Regions from separate parts of the Mus musculus genome. Here regions 1 and 2 are each linked to region 3. A link is a contact called in public HiChIP or PLAC-seq data. All regions are on one chromosome and are shown on one strand. Each heading gives the region's core, a stretch centred on a gene start, on an enhancer-like site or on the middle of the called end of the contact. The rest is flanking DNA. Distances are from core to core; before and after follow the strand shown.

Region 1 (3,208 bases), core at 86-2,585, 280 kb before region 3:
ATTAAACCAAGGACAAAGTAACAGATTAAAGAGCTGGCATGGTGGTGCGTATGTATAAGCCTCGCACTGTCCAGGCTCAGGTAGAAGATTGTGAGTTTCAGCCTAGCCTTGGCAGCAAGGTGAGACAGCCTCAAAAATTAGTAAAATAGGGACTGGAGAAATGACTCCGTGGCTAAAGGCTCTGGCTGCTCCTGCAGAGGACTGGAGTTCACACCACACCCACATAGTGGTTAACAATGGGCAGGATCCCATTTCAGGGGATCCAGCACCATCTTCTTACCTCCCAGGGTGTGTACACAGACAATGCACAGACTGCATGGAAAAACACTCGTGCACATAAAAAAACAGCAAAATCGGAAAGGTATAGGATGGCTCTGTGGGTAAAGGCCACTGCTACCAAGCCTGATAGCTTGAGCTCAGTCTCTGGAGCCCAAGGATGGAGGGAGAGAACTGATGCCTACAGCATTGTCCTCTGATCAGTACAGATGGCCCACGGCACACCCATACACCCATCACACACACACAGACACAGACACACACACACAATTTAAATAACAACAAGAAGAAAATAAAGGGCTAGGGGGATAGCTTAGTATATTGGGACCTGAGTTCAATCCCTAGGGTGTGTGTGTCATGTCGGGGGTGGGGGTGGGGGTGGGGACAGAGGCCAGGCATGGTGGTACAAGCTAGAATCATGATGCTGGGGAGGCAGAGACAGGCAGACTAGACTAGGCTCACTGGTCAGCTAGCATAGTCTACTCTATTCCAGGCCAGTGAGAGACTCTGTCTAAAAAACTAAGGTGGTAGCCCCTGAGGAATAGCACCTAATGTTGATCTCTGGCTTCCGCATACATATATGCACATACCAGTGCCCCATGCACACTGCAAACACATGAATATAATAAATAAAACATCGAGACAAAGAAACTAACAGACAGGCTCTCGGTGTGCTTTCTAACTACACAGGAAGCAGATCAGGACCAGCCTCTTGGTCCAGTGCAACTGAGTTTGAACTTGCCATCAGGGATCTGAAGTCCACTGGACGCAGGTCCAGAGCACAGAAAGCAAGGGCTTTAGAGGGTCCACTTTGCAGAAGGGAGCATCTAGATGTGAGAAAGCACCCCTCCCCCACCCCTCCCCACCCCACCCCAGTTCGATCTGGAGCTAGGTAGTTCTATTGCTTAGCATCAGCCACACCCTTGCGCCCTTTCAACCCATGGCCTGTGTTGCCCGGCAACTGCTAGAAGTGTCTTTCCTGCCCCCCAGTTGCCAAGGGAATACTCAATCCTGGCAGCCGGGCCTGGGGCGCTGAACTTCCGGGCGCAGGGTGGGGTGGCCTCTGCTGTTCACACCTGCTCGCGCACAGCCCTGGCCTCCCCTCAGTTTCTCTCACTCTGCTCTCCTTGTCTCCTCTCTCCCTCCAGTTTCCTCTCCTGGGATATCTGAGCGAGGCCCATGGATGCCGAGGGCCTCTTGGGGCTCTGACCCCATGCTTTCTCCCCTCAGTCATGAGCTCCTGCACAGCCCAAGGTACCCAGGCACGGACTGCACCCTGGCAGGCTCATCCAGGACTCTGCATGTCCCGTGGTCACAGCAGATGAGCGGAAGCCTCGAGGGGCCAACTCTGAAACGGCGTGGTGGCGTGGTGGACCACCGGGATGTCATCTTGGCCCACCAGGCGCACAAAATGCACAGCACCCCTCAGGCCAGAAGGAAAGAGTGGGAGTGAGTATTCACGGGGCAGGCTGTAAGGGAGCTGTGCGGGGCTTGTGGGCCAGCCAAGCCTGAACTGGCAAGCTTCAGGGGATAGAATGCGCTGATATGGTGTGGGTGACTCCAGTTGTCCCTTGACAGTCCATCAACCCTCTGCCTTAAGGTTGCCTGGAATACTCTGAACCGGCTTTGTAAAAGACCCGGATCCCTTGTGCGCAGTGGAGCCAGAAAGGACTGGCAGAGGGGACAAGTGCTTTCTCTGGGGACTTGGGTAGGGTGCGGGGAGGTGGGGCATGTTGGGAAAGGCTGGGAAATTCTGCCTTCAGAGGTACTCTGGCCCAGCTGTGAGGGAACGAGCTACGCTGATAGCTAATGGGAAGTGGTTTGGAGAAAGGTTCAACTACAAACAATCCCTTTGCCACTGCATCTCTAAGCGGATTGCTAGGGCTTAATAACATTTTATTTCAAAGGTGTAAAGCTGGGGTGGTTTCCTGGGCTGACACTGATGGCTGTGATGTACCCATGAGTAACAGCAGGAGCCGCTGATGCTAGCAAGACAGGAACCAGTTTAAGTCCCTCAGTCTTCATACCCTGCCATCCCAGGGAGGCTGCGTGTGTGTGGTCACCCTGCTTATCTGCAGCTGCCACTGTTCCTGGAGAAGGGGAAGCCTGTGGGTGCTGATGGGCGGGAACGAATGCAAGGTGGGCCTGAGCACGTCTGGTAGGCTGGATGTGAAGCAGGCCTACTTGAAGTGCCCTCTGAGGTAGTTCCTAAGGTTATGGCTGGATGTGAAGCAGGCCTACTTGACGTGCCCTCTGAGGTAGTTCCTAAGGTTATGGCGACACCTGGTGGTATGTCTGAGCATCTATGGGCGGCGGCAAACTGACCCGCGTTCCTCACCCTTAGGTGTTGCCATGTATCCGGCTTTCCTCCCATGCATGTGTCCACCTGTTCACTCAGTATGTCTACCCATGCATCAGTTACCCCAACCATATGTCTTCCCACGTTCGCCTACTTTGCCTCTCCCTCCTCCACCCACACACTCACTGTCCAACCCATCCAATCCGTCCTTCACTAGTAACCAAAGCACCTAGATTGTGCCTCTCCAGGGCTTCTCCCCACCCTTCCTCTTCGGTCTCTCCGCATTCATGCTCTTCTTGCTTTTTTTTCTCAGAAGCAATGAGACCTTTAAAAGGTTGCAATGAGTATTCGCACAGACTTTCAGCAAGAAGATTCCCCGCCGCTCCCCCCCCCCCCCCCCCCCCCGCCTTTTGGAGACAGGGTTTCTCCGTGTAGTCCTGGCTGTCCTAGAACTTTCTTTGTAGACCAGGCTGGCCTCAAACTCACAGAGATCCTCCTGCTTCTGTCTCCAGAGTGCTGGGATTTAAGGTGTGTGCCACCACCACCTGACTCAGGAAAGAAACTTTTAGGGCCAAGAAAGTGTTTTGTTTTGTTTTTGTTTTTTCTTTTTAAGACTTATTTATTTATTTTATG
Region 2 (3,140 bases), core at 7-2,506, 440 kb before region 3:
AGTCATTTAATTGGCTTTGGCCAAAACCTGGGGTCCCTCCCTGAACCTGGCAGCAGCCAATGGAAGTGAATCTGTTCCCATTTTACAGGTTAGGTGAGGCCCGGGAGTGAGAAACGGGTTATCACTTAAAAGTACGTGGGTGATGGGTTTGGCGGGTACAGCGGGCCTGGTCCTCCCTGTCCCTGCTCCGGTTGTTGCCTGCTCGCTTGTTTTACCTCCTCCGGCAGCCGGCGACAGGAAGTGCACGCGTGGGAGCGGCCCAGGCGTCCGCTCAGTTCCCTTGTCCGGACCCATCTCCCAGAGGCCTGGGACAGGGATCCCCAGCTCCAGCCTCGGGACCCCCTCGCCGAGCCCCGCCCCTGCCATTGTTTACTCCGCAGCCGACTCCAGGAAACTTTGCTCGCCCGCAGTAATTTTATTTGGGAAAGTCGGGCGGTTGCCATAGCAACCCCACTGACGTCAGAGGGGCTGGGGCCCGAAATCCCCCGGAAGGGAGGGGGTGTTGAGGAGGGGAGACCCCGAGAAAGGCGCTCTTTAACCCTGTGCGCTCCAGCGCCTCATGGCCGCCCACAACGAAATTTGACATCTTAAGCCGCTTACTCCCTCCTTCCCCCTGCCCCGGCTTCACGTTAGCCCTGGTGCTGGGCTAGGTCTGGGGCCACTCCTGTGTCACCCACCCCAACAGCGCCCTGGTAACTACCTATCCCATAGGCCATTCCTGTGTCACCCAACCCAAGAACGCCTTGGCAACCCAACCCTAACAGGCCCTGGTAACTACTCATCCCTGGGGCCACTCCTGTGTGTCACCCACCTCAATAGCGCTCTGGTAACTACCCATCCTGGGGTCACCTCCGTGTCACCCACCTCAACAGCGCCCTGGTAACTACTCATCCCCGGGGCCACTCCTGTGTGTCACCTATCCCAACTGGTAGCTACCTATCCTTGAGGCCACTACTGTGTCACCCACCTCAACAGAGCCCTGGTAACTACCCACCTTGGGGCCATGAATGGCAACCCAACCCTGTAGCGACTCTGGCAACACTGTTCATCTCCAGGGGACCCCTCTAAGTGGCAAATTGCAGGCCATACTGCCCTACACTAGGCCCCATACCGGCAGCTGAATGACAGAGCTGGGCGCCCTCCCCGGATGCGGGGGAGCGGCAGTGCCCCAGCGAGGGGGCAGGGATCTGGTGGGCCCGGGACAGTCCACAACACAGTCGGTCGCCACGGCGACAGGAGGCGGGCTGCCTGACGGCCTGAGGCGCTAGCCGCCAGCCAGTGGGGAGGAGCCTCCCTAACCGCAGTGACGTGGGGCCTCCCTGTTTGATGTCTCTGTGCTGCGTTGCCATGGGGCCCGGGGCGCTCTACGTGTGTGCCCGGGTGACCTGTGGGGCGACCTTCAGACCTAACAGGGTCCCTTGACACAGCCCTCCCCCACTCCACCAACCTGGTGCTGGTGGGATCTAAGATGTTCCACTTCCTGTGGGGCAGAGCATGACAGAACCAGCTGTGTGTGTGTGGTGTGTGTGTGTGTGTCTATGTATCTTTGTGTGTGTGTGCCTACACAATATGGTCTCACCCTGTTCTAGGCCTCCCCATTTTCTTCCCTGATCAAAAAGTTAATAGCTAAGTTTAGTGAGCTGAGGTCCTGCTGGCTCTTCTATTGGTGCTAGGGGACAGATAATGAGGGTCAGGGCAGTCGCCAGGGTCTGCGAGTTGTTGCCTGAGCATCAGTTCACTCACTGGTGAATGGATGTTTCCAGGCCACGTGTGATGGTGCAGGTCTGTCATCGCAGTGTTGGGGAAACTGAGGCAGGAGGCTCATGAGTCTTAACCAGTAGAGCCTGGGCTACACAGACTGTCTCAACAAAGCAAAATGGAATGAAAAATAAAGTGTCTACAGAAAACAGATGAGGTGTTGGCACTCTGCATCTGAGGGCAGGTTGATGAGGTCTCTGAGGGGCACAGAGAGGGCACCCCCGGAGGTTGGCTTGAGCCTGAGTAAACGCCTGAGTGTACACAGGTCTTGGACTTGTGTGCTCTGTCTGTCTCTCTCCCTTTTTCCCTCCCTCTCTCTAATTCTCTGCCTTTATATATCTTTTTCTTTCAAATTTTGAGGCATGGTCTCATAGAGTCCAAGCTGGCCTCAAACTCACCAAATAGCCCAAGGATGGCTTTGAACTCCTGACCCTGCTGCTTCTACCTTCTAGACAGGATCACGCTCTGCAGCACGGGTTGACATTTAACCTGTGATTTTCCTGCCTCAGCTTCTGAAGTGCTGGGCTAATAAGCTCAGAACCTAACTTTTTTGTCCTCATTTAAAGTGCTCAGGGGGCCATGAGGCCGTCTCTCCCATCTTCCAGGGCTTGCCCAGAGTTGGAGAATTCTGTGCCACTCCAAATCCTCCCCTGGGGCCCCAACGGGGTGGGCCTCCTTTCCCTCCTGCCCTAACCTGTCAGATCTTGCACTCTGGGCCAGCCTGCCTGTTGGGCCCCACATGGGAAGGAAGCTGCAGAGTCCCCAAGACTTGGGCCTCTGGGCTGATGGCTTGGTTCGGCTTCATCCCACACTCACACCAAAGTTCGAGAGAGTGCAGAACTAAACCACTAGTCGGTTGGGTCCTTAGCTGAAGAAGTGACCAGAGGTCACAGGTCCCTCCAGTGCTCTACCTGGCATGTGCTGGGTCACCCCTCTCCCCTAGTCTTATTCAAAGGGGAGGTGTCCCCTTCTCGCCCACAGGATGGGGACTCCGTGGCAGTATATGGAAATGTTGGGAGTGGTTGGAGAAAACTGCCCCGAGAGCAATAGCCACCCAGTTCTGGGAAGGCCCAGCCCGTGCTGTGCAGAAAGATGGTGTTCAGTGTGGGCTGGGGTCCACCCGCCTCTGTTCTGCCCTGCAGAGGGCCAAGTAGCAGTCCAACATGCCCAAGGAGGTTGGCGTGGCCACAGAGGGCACCCTGCCCCTCCTTGGCTGGGTTTTGTTCCTGGCCCCCTACCTGGGCACCAGGCCAGGCCCTGAGGCAGGGCCCCGTCCAGGGGAACAATACCACCGTGTTCCTGATGGTGGAGGGGAGGCCTTAAGGATGAAGAGGGAGAGACATGCACAGAAAAAGGGAAGGATGGAGTTGGGGGAGGGGGCT
Region 3 (2,850 bases), core at 301-2,800:
GGTGACAGGCCCCAGGTTCCAAAGCCCAGAGGATGCACACCCTTTCTGGCCTCTGGCCTCTGTGCAGGATGGCTCACGAAGGCGGCATGAAGGAGAGCCCGTCCTGGGTGACCCAGCGGGCCCAAGAGATGTTCCAGAAGACTGGCACCTGGAGCCCAGAGCGAGGGCCACCCATCGACATGCCTAACAGCCAGCCCAACTCCCAGGTGCTGCTTCCCCCTACCGCAGGCTGGGTGGTTCAGGCAGAAAGGGTTCTCCCATACAGAGGCTCCAGACTCACCCTACCCCACCCTCTGCCTGACAGTCTGTGGAGATGCGAGAAATGGGTACTGATGGCTACTCAGACAGCGAACACTACCTCCCCATGGAAGGCCAGACCAGGGCCGCCTCCATGCCCCGCCTCCCAGCAGAGAACCAGGTGAGAGCTTGCAGGATTCTGGGCTGCCCCACACAAGTTACTGAGGATCTTATACCTCTCCCTTGGGGACCCCAGCCTGGGTGGGACCATCTGTAGCTTCGTGGGTGGGTTAGGGTGGAGACCACCCTTTCCTGACTCCTTCAGAGCCTGGTCCTCCTAACCGCTCTCTGACAAAAGCCAGAGAGAGATGGAGCACCTTGAGGCACATGGTAGTCAGTGCCAAATGGCTTCTGTCTGCCCTATTTGAGAGCACAAAGGGGCGGAGTGGGCTCGGAAGGGGTGGGTCCAGCTCTGGTGAGAGATGCCTTTGGGAATGCCTGCTTCAGCAGCATGAGGCGTCTCACACACCCAGGAGGCTGAGGAAAGAGGAATTCCAGGGCAGCTTAGGCTATAGACCTGGATCACCTCTCAAACAAGCAACACGACTTACATCTATAATCCTGCCACTTGGAAAGTGGAAACAGGAAGATTGGGAGTTCACAGTCAGACACTGCTCTATAGCTAGTTCGAGGCCAGCCTCTCACTGTGTGAGATCCTGACTCAAAACAAAACTAAAGAATCCTGACTAGTAGCTAGAGAAGTGGCTCACTGGGTAAGAGCATGCGCTGCTCTTGCAGAAGACCTGACTGAATTCCAGCACATGCCGGTTCACAGCCTCCTGTAACCAGAGCTCCAGGGACCCAGTGCCCTCTCCTCGCCTTCTCAAGCACCTACACACAGGTGCACAAACTCACACACATGTACACAAATAATAAACTAATTAAAAAAAAAAAAGAAAACTAGAATCCTAACTCCACAGCTGGAGAGTGGAGCTCATGGTATCCCCCTGCTTAGCATGGGCGGACCTGGTGCACTTCACACACATACCACTTACATGCAATACATACATACATGCACATGCATCCGTGTGTTCCCAGTGTTAACAGGCATGTCCGTGTGCACGCACATGGCCTGCTGCCTTCAGGAATAGAGCATGTCTGAAGAATCACAAAGCAGAGTCTGGGTGTTCCTGGGATGGCTGTCACATGTCTGGGAGGGTTGGGGGGTTGGGTGTGTACATGGTATGTGTGTCTCAGTGTGGCTGCTTCTCTTAGCTACTCCAGCCCCTTATAGGGAAGGCAAGATCCCCATGGGGACAGAGAAACAAGCATGCCTGGCTACTGCGCAATCGCAATGCAATCGGGAATGGGGATAAAGCCCAGGCTGCTACTGAGGACAAGAAGAAAGGGCAGGAGGAGGGGGGCAGCGGGAGGGGGCAGGCATGTCTGGCTGGGGCAGCTTGCCCTGCATTATGTAGCAGATTCGCTGTGTCTGGCTGGGTCATCATGGCCCAAGGGCCTGGCCTCTGGCTGTTGTGACCTTGGGGTGCATGTAGCTGCCCCATCCCTTCTGTCAGGCCTGGCCTGCTGGTCCCAAAACAGAGATGAGCCAAGCTGGGCTGAAGGCCACCTGGAAGCTTTGAGCTGAAGCTGGGGCGAGGCGGGGGAGGGGTGCTGGGCCGCAGTGCATCGCATGAAATGGGCCAGGAGCCTGTGGCCTTGCTGTCCCATCTGTCAGTCTCGTGTCTCTGCCATCTGTCTGTCTCCTGTCTCTTCTGTGCCTGTTGTGGGGGACAGCCAGCGGGGTCCTGGAGCACCCCCTCATCCGACACCACTGACACCGAGTTTTAACCTCTCTACCCTCCACCTCCTGCATGGACCACCCACTCACCATCCTTTCTGCCTTTTATATTTATTTCCTTCTTTCTGTTTTTTCTGTGTGCGCCATCCTGTGGGGCTGGGACAGAGGAGAAGGGGCCGGCCACGTGGAAATGACCTCAGTGTATGTACCGCGCCCGGCCAGCTCGGCTCCAGCCCCTCTCCCTCCCTGCCCTGTCTGTGACAGCTCCCACCATCTCCCACTACCCTCCACCCTACCCTTTCGTTCCAGATCCCACCCTAGCCCCACCTTGTGTGTTGGAGGAGCCCCTTCCTTGTGTGTTGTGTCCTGTGTGTGCAAGGGGCCACACGGCACCCCACATCGTCTTCAGAGCCTCCAAGAGGCCGACCTGCCCACCCTGCCCATTTCTTGCGGGTCTGTTCCTCCAGTTCAACCAGTGACCACTGGCCTACTGCCTCAGGTCCCTTAGCTCCTGCCTTGGGCTGGGTCCTGCACATCAGAGTTGGAGCAGGCCTGGTCCAGTTGGCCCTGTCTTCCTTCTTCTGCCTGCTACAGAGAGACCTGAAGACTGTCCATGGCAGAGCAAGAGCAAGGATTCTGGGACAGTAAATGCAGACTCAGAATGGTCTCCAGCACCTCCACTGCTAGGGCAGGCCAAGCTGGGCCTGAGGGATAGGGACCAGAGGTGGGGATGGGCGTGAGGGGCAAGAGAGTTGGGCCAAGGAGAAGCAGGGCTCCCAGGTCTGCACTCTGCAAACTGAGTATGCTTCTTG

Evidence for each region. HiChIP or PLAC-seq counts read pairs in DNA pulled down with a chosen protein or histone mark.
Region 1: a contact with region 3 is called in an H3K27ac HiChIP or PLAC-seq map of embryonic stem cells, with 7 read pairs. The contact joins two enhancer-like sites. A contact is called at or near these places in 3 of 15 datasets of contacts at CTCF or cohesin (the NIH/3T3 cell line and embryonic stem cells), 6 of 484 Hi-C or Micro-C datasets (the Ba/F3 cell line, bone marrow-derived macrophages, embryonic fibroblasts and 2 more), 11 of 115 datasets of contacts at active chromatin or transcription factors (the NIH/3T3 cell line, embryonic forebrain, embryonic stem cells and 2 more) and 1 of 9 other capture datasets (embryonic stem cells).
Region 2: a contact with region 3 is called in an H3K27ac HiChIP or PLAC-seq map of embryonic stem cells, with 2.2 times the contacts expected there. The contact joins two enhancer-like sites. A contact is called at or near these places in 3 of 39 promoter capture datasets (the C10 cell line, cranial neural crest and frontonasal cranial neural crest), 8 of 484 Hi-C or Micro-C datasets (the G1E-ER4 cell line, embryonic stem cells, trophoblast stem cells and 1 more), 20 of 115 datasets of contacts at active chromatin or transcription factors (the 230-238 cell line, astrocytes, bone marrow-derived dendritic cells and 11 more) and 1 of 9 other capture datasets (embryonic stem cells).

Annotation. Positions count from the first base shown.
Region 1 is chr8:84,355,401-84,358,608 of GRCm38.p6, forward strand. It overlaps a transcript of Cacna1a not described here. Among named protein-coding and RNA genes, the nearest start is that of Gm23626, 24 kb to the right of the region's middle. Within about 2 kb of position 1,336, at least 42 of the 459 cell types and tissues checked have an H3K27ac peak or open chromatin away from gene starts, as enhancers often do. A contact at or near this core is called in embryonic stem cells, where this site is marked.
Region 2 is chr8:84,197,290-84,200,429 of GRCm38.p6, forward strand. No RefSeq gene overlaps it. Among named protein-coding and RNA genes, the nearest start is that of Mir23a, 9.7 kb to the right of the region's middle. Within about 2 kb of position 1,257, at least 432 of the 459 cell types and tissues checked have an H3K27ac peak or open chromatin away from gene starts, as enhancers often do. A contact at or near this core is called in embryonic fibroblasts, embryonic stem cells, forebrain and 1 more, where this site is marked.
Region 3 is chr8:84,633,346-84,636,195 of GRCm38.p6, forward strand. It overlaps Cacna1a (calcium channel, voltage-dependent, P/Q type, alpha 1A subunit), which reads left to right. Exons shown (of 47, transcript NM_007578.3): 42 at 68-206; 43 at 305-418; 44 at 2,204-2,239. It overlaps Gm39212 (a long non-coding RNA gene), which reads right to left. Exons shown (of 3, transcript XR_003947427.1): 2 at 1-2,850. Among named protein-coding and RNA genes, the nearest start is that of Gm39212, 3.8 kb to the right of the region's middle. Within about 2 kb of position 1,551, at least 62 of the 459 cell types and tissues checked have an H3K27ac peak or open chromatin away from gene starts, as enhancers often do. A contact at or near this core is called in embryonic fibroblasts, embryonic stem cells, forebrain and 1 more, where this site is marked.